2 separate regions of the Zea mays genome follow, and region 1 is linked to region 2. A link is a contact called in public Hi-C data. All regions are on one chromosome and are shown on one strand. Each heading gives the region's core, a stretch centred on a gene start, on an enhancer-like site or on the middle of the called end of the contact. The rest is flanking DNA. Distances are from core to core; before and after follow the strand shown.

Region 1 (4,248 bases), core at 684-3,183, 450 kb before region 2:
GCAACTCAAAACCAAAAACCAATCAATAGTTATACTTGTCCTTATGATCATTGCTAAAGAGGCTATTTGAAACCTAAACTATGAAACCAGAAATTTAACCCTCCAAACTTGCAATTCACAGAATTCATGATCTTGCTGATTGAAGAAACATTCGATGCACAAAGGCAAAATCAAATGGGCCAATCCAAATTCTGGACAGAACCATTCATAGAATCACAACTCACTTGTCTAACTTGCTTAGAAGCATGCTACAAACATCTGAGTTTGTCAATCAGGCAATGTAACATGCATATAAGTATCATGTCCCATTGTTTCTGTACAGAGCACTACTGAGCATTTGAGGGATACAGTAGCAAAACTAGCTGTCAGAGAAGCAGCTTATTTCTTAGCCACATCAACTGAGGGCCTAGGTCTTCAACGCGAACCGGTCTTGCCATGGAACCGCCCTCTTACCTTCACTTACAGGAGAGTACTCTCCTGTATCCCTACAAACTGATAATTTGACATCAGGTGTCATCGTATCTTCATTCACCTCGACCTGATCTAACTTTTCAACTTCTGGATGGCCATGTTGCCCCTGGCAATCATTCCCCACATCGTTCTGCAGACAAGAAGGCCCTTTTAGCTGACAAAAAAAACACTTCCCTTATACAGTTTATTTTAGTTCATGAACTCCACACTTACCAGGACAGAATCTTGATTTAAGTCAAGGTTTGGGTTTCTGCTGGTAGAAGGCACTTCGGTCCCTGCACCATGGCCCAATGGGGATGGCATGTACCGAGCCTGCTTCTTCAACCTGTAATGTGTCTGCTGCGAGCCACCCTTCGGAAAGGACTGATACTTCCTTCGCAAGAACCTTGCAACAAAAAGCAGCTACACAGTTAGTGAAGCTGAAAAGCAGTAATAATGCCAGCATGAAGAATAAGAAGATGATACTAGTAGTAACATGGAGCCACAAAGCAAGAGCCGGAGAACTGCCATACTTGACTTCAGCAAGCAGGGCGAGGCTTCTTCGCTTCTTGCTCGCCAGCCTCCTCTTCTTTGCCTCGGTCTCCTGCATCAATGTTGTATTGTATTGTATCAGCTTCCAAGTCTAATCACAGGTATACTTAATTGTTGGTTTTAGCCATGCTATTGGATGGAATTCTTGAATCCCCGTGACCCCGTCCCACGGCAGCAAAGAATCAAACAGCCAAGCACAAACATAATACGAGTACTAGCAACCGGAACAAGTGGGGATAGCACGAGGAATTCAGCAATCAAGCCGGCGCTGAATCATCCATTTAAGAACAGGTCGAAACAAGAGAGCTGCACGAAAACTAGAAAGGGCGAAGAGATTAGTGGGCGGAGCAAGAATCGATCGGCGACACTCACTGACTCACCTGCAGCAGGTCGTGGTAGTCCCGCCAGAGCGCGCGGAACCTGTCCCCGCTGCCGGAGCCCCTCTCCGCGGGCGCCGCCGGCTGCCGCCTCTTCTTGCCCTTGCTCCTCCGCACCAGCAGCGTCTCCCCGCCGCCGTCCATCTCGCCGGTGAGGCGAGACGAGGCCAGGAGCCCGGCGCTCGGGCTCGTGGCTGCGGCCGGGAGGGCGAGGACGGCGGCGGAGGGTGGGGAGGGGATAGGATCAGATCTAGACGGAGAGGAGGGCGAGAGGAGACCGGGGCCGCGTGGTGGCGTCAGCACGGCACGGGAAGAGTCGTCTCCTTTCCTCCCCCGCTCCCCAGCAATATCGTCCATGTATCCGACGCAGTGCGGAGCATCGCGTCATGCTGGGGGCAGGCCAGGGCAGAGAGCGCGTGAGGTGAGACAGCGGGGGGCGGAGGGCCATTGGATTGGTTTGGAGTCGGAGAGGAGGGGCAGGCTGCTGGCGGCTTGGGTTGCAGCGGCCTGGAGCCTGAGTTGAATGTGGCTGCAATTGCAACGGCCGCCAGCAGTTTTTCCGCCATATCCAGCAGGACCATGAGGCCATGAAGGCATGAAGCTGCGCTGCATGTTTTGGCGCCGGTGATTGGTTGTGACTGTTTGTCTTCCTCTTTGGTGCCCATAGTTTCGGCAAATTTGTTTGACGCCTTTTTTTTCATTGCTTGACTTGACTCTTGACAAGCTTTAGCAAGGCTGTCTCTAGTATGTATGTATATGAGCATATAAAATATTCTTTCGTGTTGTTTATAGCATGGTTTATAGAATGATGTTTTAAATAAAACATATGATAACAGATAGAGTGGATAAGCTGCTGTAGACAGCCTAAGTCCATTGCCATGTCAGACGATGTTGAGAAAAATACTTTTTTCAAAACCAGAGTTTACAGGAGACAACTATAATTGTTTCTAGACAATATTTTAGTTGCAGCACATAAAAAGAGAAGAGTGAGACTCCAGCCACGCGCCAGCCAAAAACTTTGATCCAAATCAAAGTGTTTAGACCCAAAAATATTGTATTATTGGTGAAATTATAGCTTAAATTACCGACTTTCTGGATATATTCTAAACATCTTTTAACCTAAAATACTATTTGTCGGTGTTTCAAACCTAGCTCCGACAAGTAAATTTGTGTGCACGTTCTGGGCTCCGGACGGTATACGTGGTGGACGTAAGATTTATACTGGTTTGGGTGGAACATCCCTACAATGCTCGTAGTAGGGTTACAAGCAGGCGAGAGAGGGAGAAGAAACTCCCAAGTCTCTTGTGCGGACGAGGTGGAGCTAAGGGCTACAGAGCTAGGGTCCTAACTAAGCCTTGGCTTGGCAGCGGGGCTTCGGGTCTTCGCTCCCGGTCCTTGTTGATGCGTCCTCCCTCCTTTCATCAGTTTGTCCTCCCTCCTTTCGTCGGCTCCATGGTCGTCCTCCCTTCTTCGGGTCCATGGTCGTCCTCCTCCTTTTATAGGCCAAGGAGGGGGTCGGCCTGTCGGTGGCTTCCTCGAGGAGGAGTCACTAGGCGATGGTAAAATCGAGTGTTTTACCCTGGTGAAGTCGCATGTGTCCATGAGCATCTAGGCCGTTTGGTCGTCTTGTGTACTTTATGGCGAACGGTGTTGGCAGCGTGGGGCTCAGGTGTCATTATTATCGCCTCAAGCTACGCCGACCCCTGATCTTCGTAGCCTAGATCTCAGCATGACTCATATCGATGTGCCCTGTAGGCGGCCTGCACACTTAGGCCTAGTCCTAATAAGTCATGAGTGTGCCGCAAGCCGAGGACGCGGGGTTGATAAATGCGCTGCAGTCCGAAGGGTTTGTAGGTCATAAGTACGCTGTAGCCCGAGGGGCTCGTATGTCATGAGTGGGACGCGGACCGGCTCCTCTGTCACGACTCGGCGCCATGCGTAGTTAATGCGGACGGTCACTACGGCGGGTCAGTCTCGGGCCAGATGAGGATCCACCGAGTGGTTTCCCTTTAGTATGCCCAATCCCTTTTTCTAGCTCTGCCACGCCCGACCCTGGGCTCGGTGCCTCATGGTTCGTCCGGGGGGTGGGTGCTTCCAGGGCAAACATTTCCTTCCTCCTCCTGCTAACTGATGGGCCCTAGTTTCCAGAGGCCTCTTCCCAACGCCCTCGTTGACCGGTGGGCTCTAGGGACCGGGGATCTTTTCCCTAACAAGATGGTTCCCCTTATCCCCCTCTGACGGGTGGGCCCCTGTGGTCCAGTAGCTTCTATTTTGTGCGCTCTCTATGACTGGCGGGCCAGAGACCTGGGGATCTTTTCTTCGATGGTAGCCCCCGAGGAAGAGTATCTCCCCTTCGGGACTGATGAAAGGTTGGGTGATGTTTGTCCTTCCGCCTTATGAGCGATTGTGGAGCTTTTGCCCTTGGGACTCGGACTACTTTCGACGTAGCTCAATATCTCTTGAGGCGGAGTCGGGTGCCTTTGCCACTTTATAAGTTTGGGCGGACGTCCGCTCATTGGTCACTCTCGAGCCCTTTTCTCTTCGATTCCTTCCTCGAACGGATCTTGCAGCTAGGTCGGTCAACGAATTGCGGTTCGATGGGATGCCACGTCGCGTTGGTCAGGAGCCGAGGTAAGTCTTTTTGTCCGAGTGTCCTTGTCCCCTTTCCTAGGGTGAGTCTAATACTTCCCTGTCATACCCGGATTTAAGGGAAACCCCTGGCGCGACTCAAATGTCTGCTAGAATCAAGTATCACACATATGATGACTCATGATACAGAAAACAATGTCACATATTTAATATATAATAGAAGTTCTATACAAAATAGCTACATAAATACACCATATGTCAACAATGATCCTACACCATC
Region 2 (4,478 bases), core at 471-2,970:
GTTGGCGCACAAATCTTTTTACACCGGACAATCTAGACTTCACACCGGACAGTCAGGTGGTCTTCCCTCCGGGTGCCACCTGGAACTAGCTGTTAGGGCTGCAGTTCCTGGTGCACCGGACAGTGCGGCGTGTGGCACCGGACAGTCAGGTGCCCTCGACCGGACAGTCCGCCTGTGGCAACACATCTTCTTTCTTCCTAGACTTTTCTTTGATCTTCTTAATGTCTTCTTTTGAGGTGTTGCTTTCCTCAATTCCTTGGTCCAAGTATTTCTAGCATCCTGTGAACTACAAACACAAACACTAGCAAACACATTAGTTCACAGATTGTGTTAATCATCAAACACCAAAACTCATTTAGCCAAATGTCCCAGGGTCCATTTTCCTTACAATATGACTGGCGGGCCCAGAGGCCCGGGGATCTTTTCCCTGACGCTAATGTATGCTCAAATACTATAATTTGTCATGAGACTAGAAGAGGGGACAACAGGAACATGATGGAGGAAAGGCTGGAGACAACGGTATCACAGGGGAGTGAGAGGGGAAGGGGAGAGATGATCCAAAAAATATTATCCATTGGATTTGAGTGAACAAGGGAGATACGTGATTCAGTGATCTGAAATGTTGATTTTAATGATGTGTTAAGGGCATGTTTGACATGGCTCCAGAGCAGAACTCCAAAGAGGAGCTAGCCAGAATCTGCCAAACACACTAACTCCAGAGTTGTAAACTCTATAGAGTTTTTAGAGTTCTAGTACAAATTTTAGAGTACCTCCTTTGCTGCTCCGAAAACTCTAAAAACAACCTAGACATGGAGTTTGAAGTTATTTACCCGCCACTGCCACTGGTTATGAGATAGCAATCTAAACTTTGGATCAGAGCTGTTGCACCCAGAGTTTTAGAGTAGAGCTGCTCTGAAGTGGAGCAGAGCAATGCCAAACACGCCCTAAGTCTGAGTATAATTTGCTTGATTGATTTAGTGGAGGCTATGGTTGTGAAGGTGGTTCGGTCTGGTGGATTATGTAAAGTTTAAGCTAGTTGATTATATAATGGTATATACAGATACTAGGTATATGCCCGTACGATGCCACATAATATAAATTGACGAGTCTCGAACCCTGGGGTTCAGAGTTTGGGGTTCAAGGTTCAGGATCGCCATTGTCAAATCAGTGTGCGTGTAGCGGAAAATCGGGGAGTGCGTGCATGGTTAACGGGGTCGGGAGCGCGGAGGAGAGGCGACACGAGGAAGATGGGCGTCGTTGGCAGGGGAGAGCACAGTCGAACTATGAAGCGAGAGCACGGTCGGGCTGCAGAGGGGGAGGCGAGGGTATAGTTGTGCCATGGTCTAGTGTACAGTCTTAGAGGGTGTTTGATTTCTAGTGAATAATTTTTAAGTCCCTCTATTTTATTCTATTTTAATTTTAAATTACCAAATACATAAACTAAAACTCTATTTCAGTTTCTATATTTAATAATTTAAAGACTAAATTAAAACAAAAACAGAGAGATTAAACATTAGTATCTAAAAACCAAACATGCCCTAGGTGTTCGTAAGCAGACATTTTTATTTCGCGGACTGAATTCATCCAGCTTCGGACTAGTTTAAAAACTCAAATTTCTTTTATAATTGAAGGAGATTTGAAAAGAAACGAACTAGTTTCCCGCTCAATCTCCTCCGGATTGGAGTTTCGAGGGAGTCAGGGGAACCCGCCCAAATTCTCGGGTTTCAGCAGCGGGAAAACCAAAAACGAAACCTATCTCACCGCAGAGTCTCCTCACCGCAGTACCAGACTCCGGCCGAACCGCACCTCTGCCCCCTTCCTCCCGGAGGCTCAGGGCCTGTGGCGCACGTCTATGGAGCGGATCCACGTAGCGGTGCGCTCGCGGCCGCTCTCCCCGGAGGACTCGCGGAGCAGCCCGTGGAAGATCTCGGGCAACGCAATCGCTCACTCCGCGCAGTCCTCCTCCCGCTTCGAGTTCGGTACGAACTCTCCGGCATCCGCCCTTTCGCCCCGCATTAGCTTCGCCTTCCGGCCGCTTGGGATTGCTGCCTTGCTGGGTCTCCTGATTTGTTGGGATTGCTGGGTCTCCTGATTTGTTGCGCTCGCCTTCGTTATCGCAGACAGGATATTCGGCGAGGAGTGCCGCACTGCCGAGGTCTACCAGGCCCGCATCAAGCACATCGTCGATAACGTGGTCCGAGGGTTCAATGGTAATCTCATCTCTTTTGGCTCTGGTTGTTGGTGAGTTATTTGAATTTGTAACATTCTCGTCGCGCGGCTTCGCCACTTTATTACTCCGCAGCCGTGCTTCGCTAGTTTGGTATTATGGAGGAAACACCCGCGCCAGTTTGGTATTGTTAATGTCCCGCGCTCTATATGCGTCTGTTTTGTTGCGCTTGATGAAGCTTGTGTACACCTGTGTACTAATCTACCCCTAGCCGCGAGAGAGAACAGACGGGAGACTCGCCCGCGCCGGAGACTTGCCCGCGCCGCCGTCTGCATTCCGCGCGGCCACATAACTCGTTCACTCTGTGCGCTCCTCGGCGCGTGCCCACGTCTCCCACGCCTCCCTCCCTGCATTCCCCTTCAGATCCAGTCTGCCCCCCGCCGCCGATGTCCGAAGATCCCGCGGGATCCCGCCGCTGACGGTGCGACCTCGGCGGCGACGAGCGCTGGCTCTCGGGGGCCGCTGGTGACGACCAATTCGACCGCCTCCCGGACGCGCTCCTCCTCGTCATCTTCAACCGCATCGGCGACGTCAAGGCGCTCGGCCGCTGCTCCCTCGTCTCCCGCCGCTTCCACGAGCTCGTGCCCCTTGTCGACTCCGTCCTCGTCCGCGTCGACTGCGTTATCCCCGACGAGCCCCCGTCCTCCTCGTCGACGCCGTCCTCTCCTACGGCGTCCGTGCGCGCCCGCGGGGTCTTCTCACAGATTGCGCGCATCGTGCTCGGCGGCATCGTGAAGCCCATCCAGGCGCTTGGTCAGATCCTCACCCGCCAACTCCGCCTCCGGCTTTCCGGCATCCTCCGCTTCGGGTCCACACTGGGCAGCTGCGTCATCCTTGGAGCATCCTCAGCCTCGCCGTCGCCCTCCCCCTCCTCAGCTGGCTCAGATAGTGCGAGCGCCGCTCCCTCTGTTGACGGTGGCCACATCGAGCCTGATGAATGTGACGATTCAGGAAGCATCCCTGAGTCGTTCTACACAAATGGGGGGTTTAAGCTGCGAGTGATTTGGTCAATCAACTCATTGATTGCGGCCGCCGCGAGGCATTACTTGCTGCAGCCGATCATTGCTGATCACATGACGCTCGAGAGATTGGACCTGACAGATGCTGATGGTCAGGGAGTGCTCACCATGGACAAGTGCCAACTGCAGGAGCTGATGGTGAGACCGGTATCAACATCTAGGGGCTCACACCGGACGCTCATGCCAGAGCGTCGTCGTTACAGCGAGGGGCAAAATTGACTTTTACCGTAGCTAAGGGAAGGTTAAAGAGGCCGGTAGATTAACAGTACCAAACTGGGCGCGGGTGTTTCCTCCATAATACCAAACTGGCGAAGCACGGCTGCAGAGTAATAAAGCGGTGAAGCCGCGCGACGAGAATGTTACAAATTCAAATAACTCGGTTGTTGGTACCGTTTCCTTGGGCAAACAAGTTGGGTCCATTTGCATTTTAACGGTATACTGTGTGCCTGTGTCAGGCTAGGGGTGTTTGAATGCACTAAAACTAATAGCTAGCTGCTAAAATTAGCTGAAGACATTCGAACAGTCTAGCTAATAGTTTAGCTATTAGCTATTTTTAGCAAATTATCCAATAATTAGATAGCTATTTGTTAGCTAGCTAATTCCACTAGCAATTTTTTAGCCAACTGATCATTAGCTCTAGTGCATTCAAACATCACTTATTTGGTTTACTTGTGTCAGCCCCTGCTCGACATAAGCCTTATGGACGTTTTATCGTGGACTATGGATGTGGATAATCAGTGGAGAGGCAACACGCCCATGGAATTAAGTGGTCTGGCACTGTAATAAGCACGTTCATTCACTGTTATATGCTGATGACTGATACACCCGGATTGGCGCCGAGGCATCTAATGAAGTGTCCGCAGGGTGACGCTGATACACCTGAGTTGGTTGAGCAAACCACGTACAGGGTTGCGCCCCTGAAGGTGCCAGAGGCACTGCAGGGGCGACAACTGGTGCCACAGAAGAAGGTGGCGGCGCTGTGGAGGGTGTCGGGGCAGATGCCGAGACAACCGGGAGAGGCACCTCGGAGTCAGCAGCAATGGGCACAGGGGGCGGTGTGGCCATTGCTGTAGCGGGCACCAAGGGAATACCAGCAGGGAGACGTATACCGATGGGTGAAAGCACCGGTTCCATCTCAAATAAAAAATCAAGTCATTAGTTAGAGGGGGCGAGGCTGCGAAGGGGAAACAATCCCCATAAAAAACGACGTGTCGGGAGATCACGACGCGATT

The links. Hi-C and Micro-C count contacts between places; a contact is called where the count stands out from the background.
Region 1: a contact with region 2 is called in a Hi-C map of ear, with 5 times the contacts expected there. The contact joins the promoter of LOC100384532 here to the promoter of LOC103632770 in region 2. A contact is called at or near these places in 3 of 25 Hi-C or Micro-C datasets (ear, leaf and tassel).

Annotation. Positions count from the first base shown.
Region 1 is chr7:121,743,966-121,748,213 of Zm-B73-REFERENCE-NAM-5.0, reverse strand. It overlaps LOC100384532, which reads right to left and starts at 1,933. Exons shown (of 4, transcript NM_001320474.1): 1 at 1,383-1,933; 2 at 984-1,054; 3 at 685-856; 4 at 117-601. The coding sequence starts at 1,736. The coding sequence ends at 407.
Region 2 is chr7:121,292,015-121,296,492 of Zm-B73-REFERENCE-NAM-5.0, reverse strand. LOC103632770 (kinesin-like protein KIN-7I) reads left to right here and starts at 1,720. Exons shown (of 31, transcript XM_020540943.3): 1 at 1,720-1,979; 2 at 2,121-2,210. The coding sequence starts at 1,853.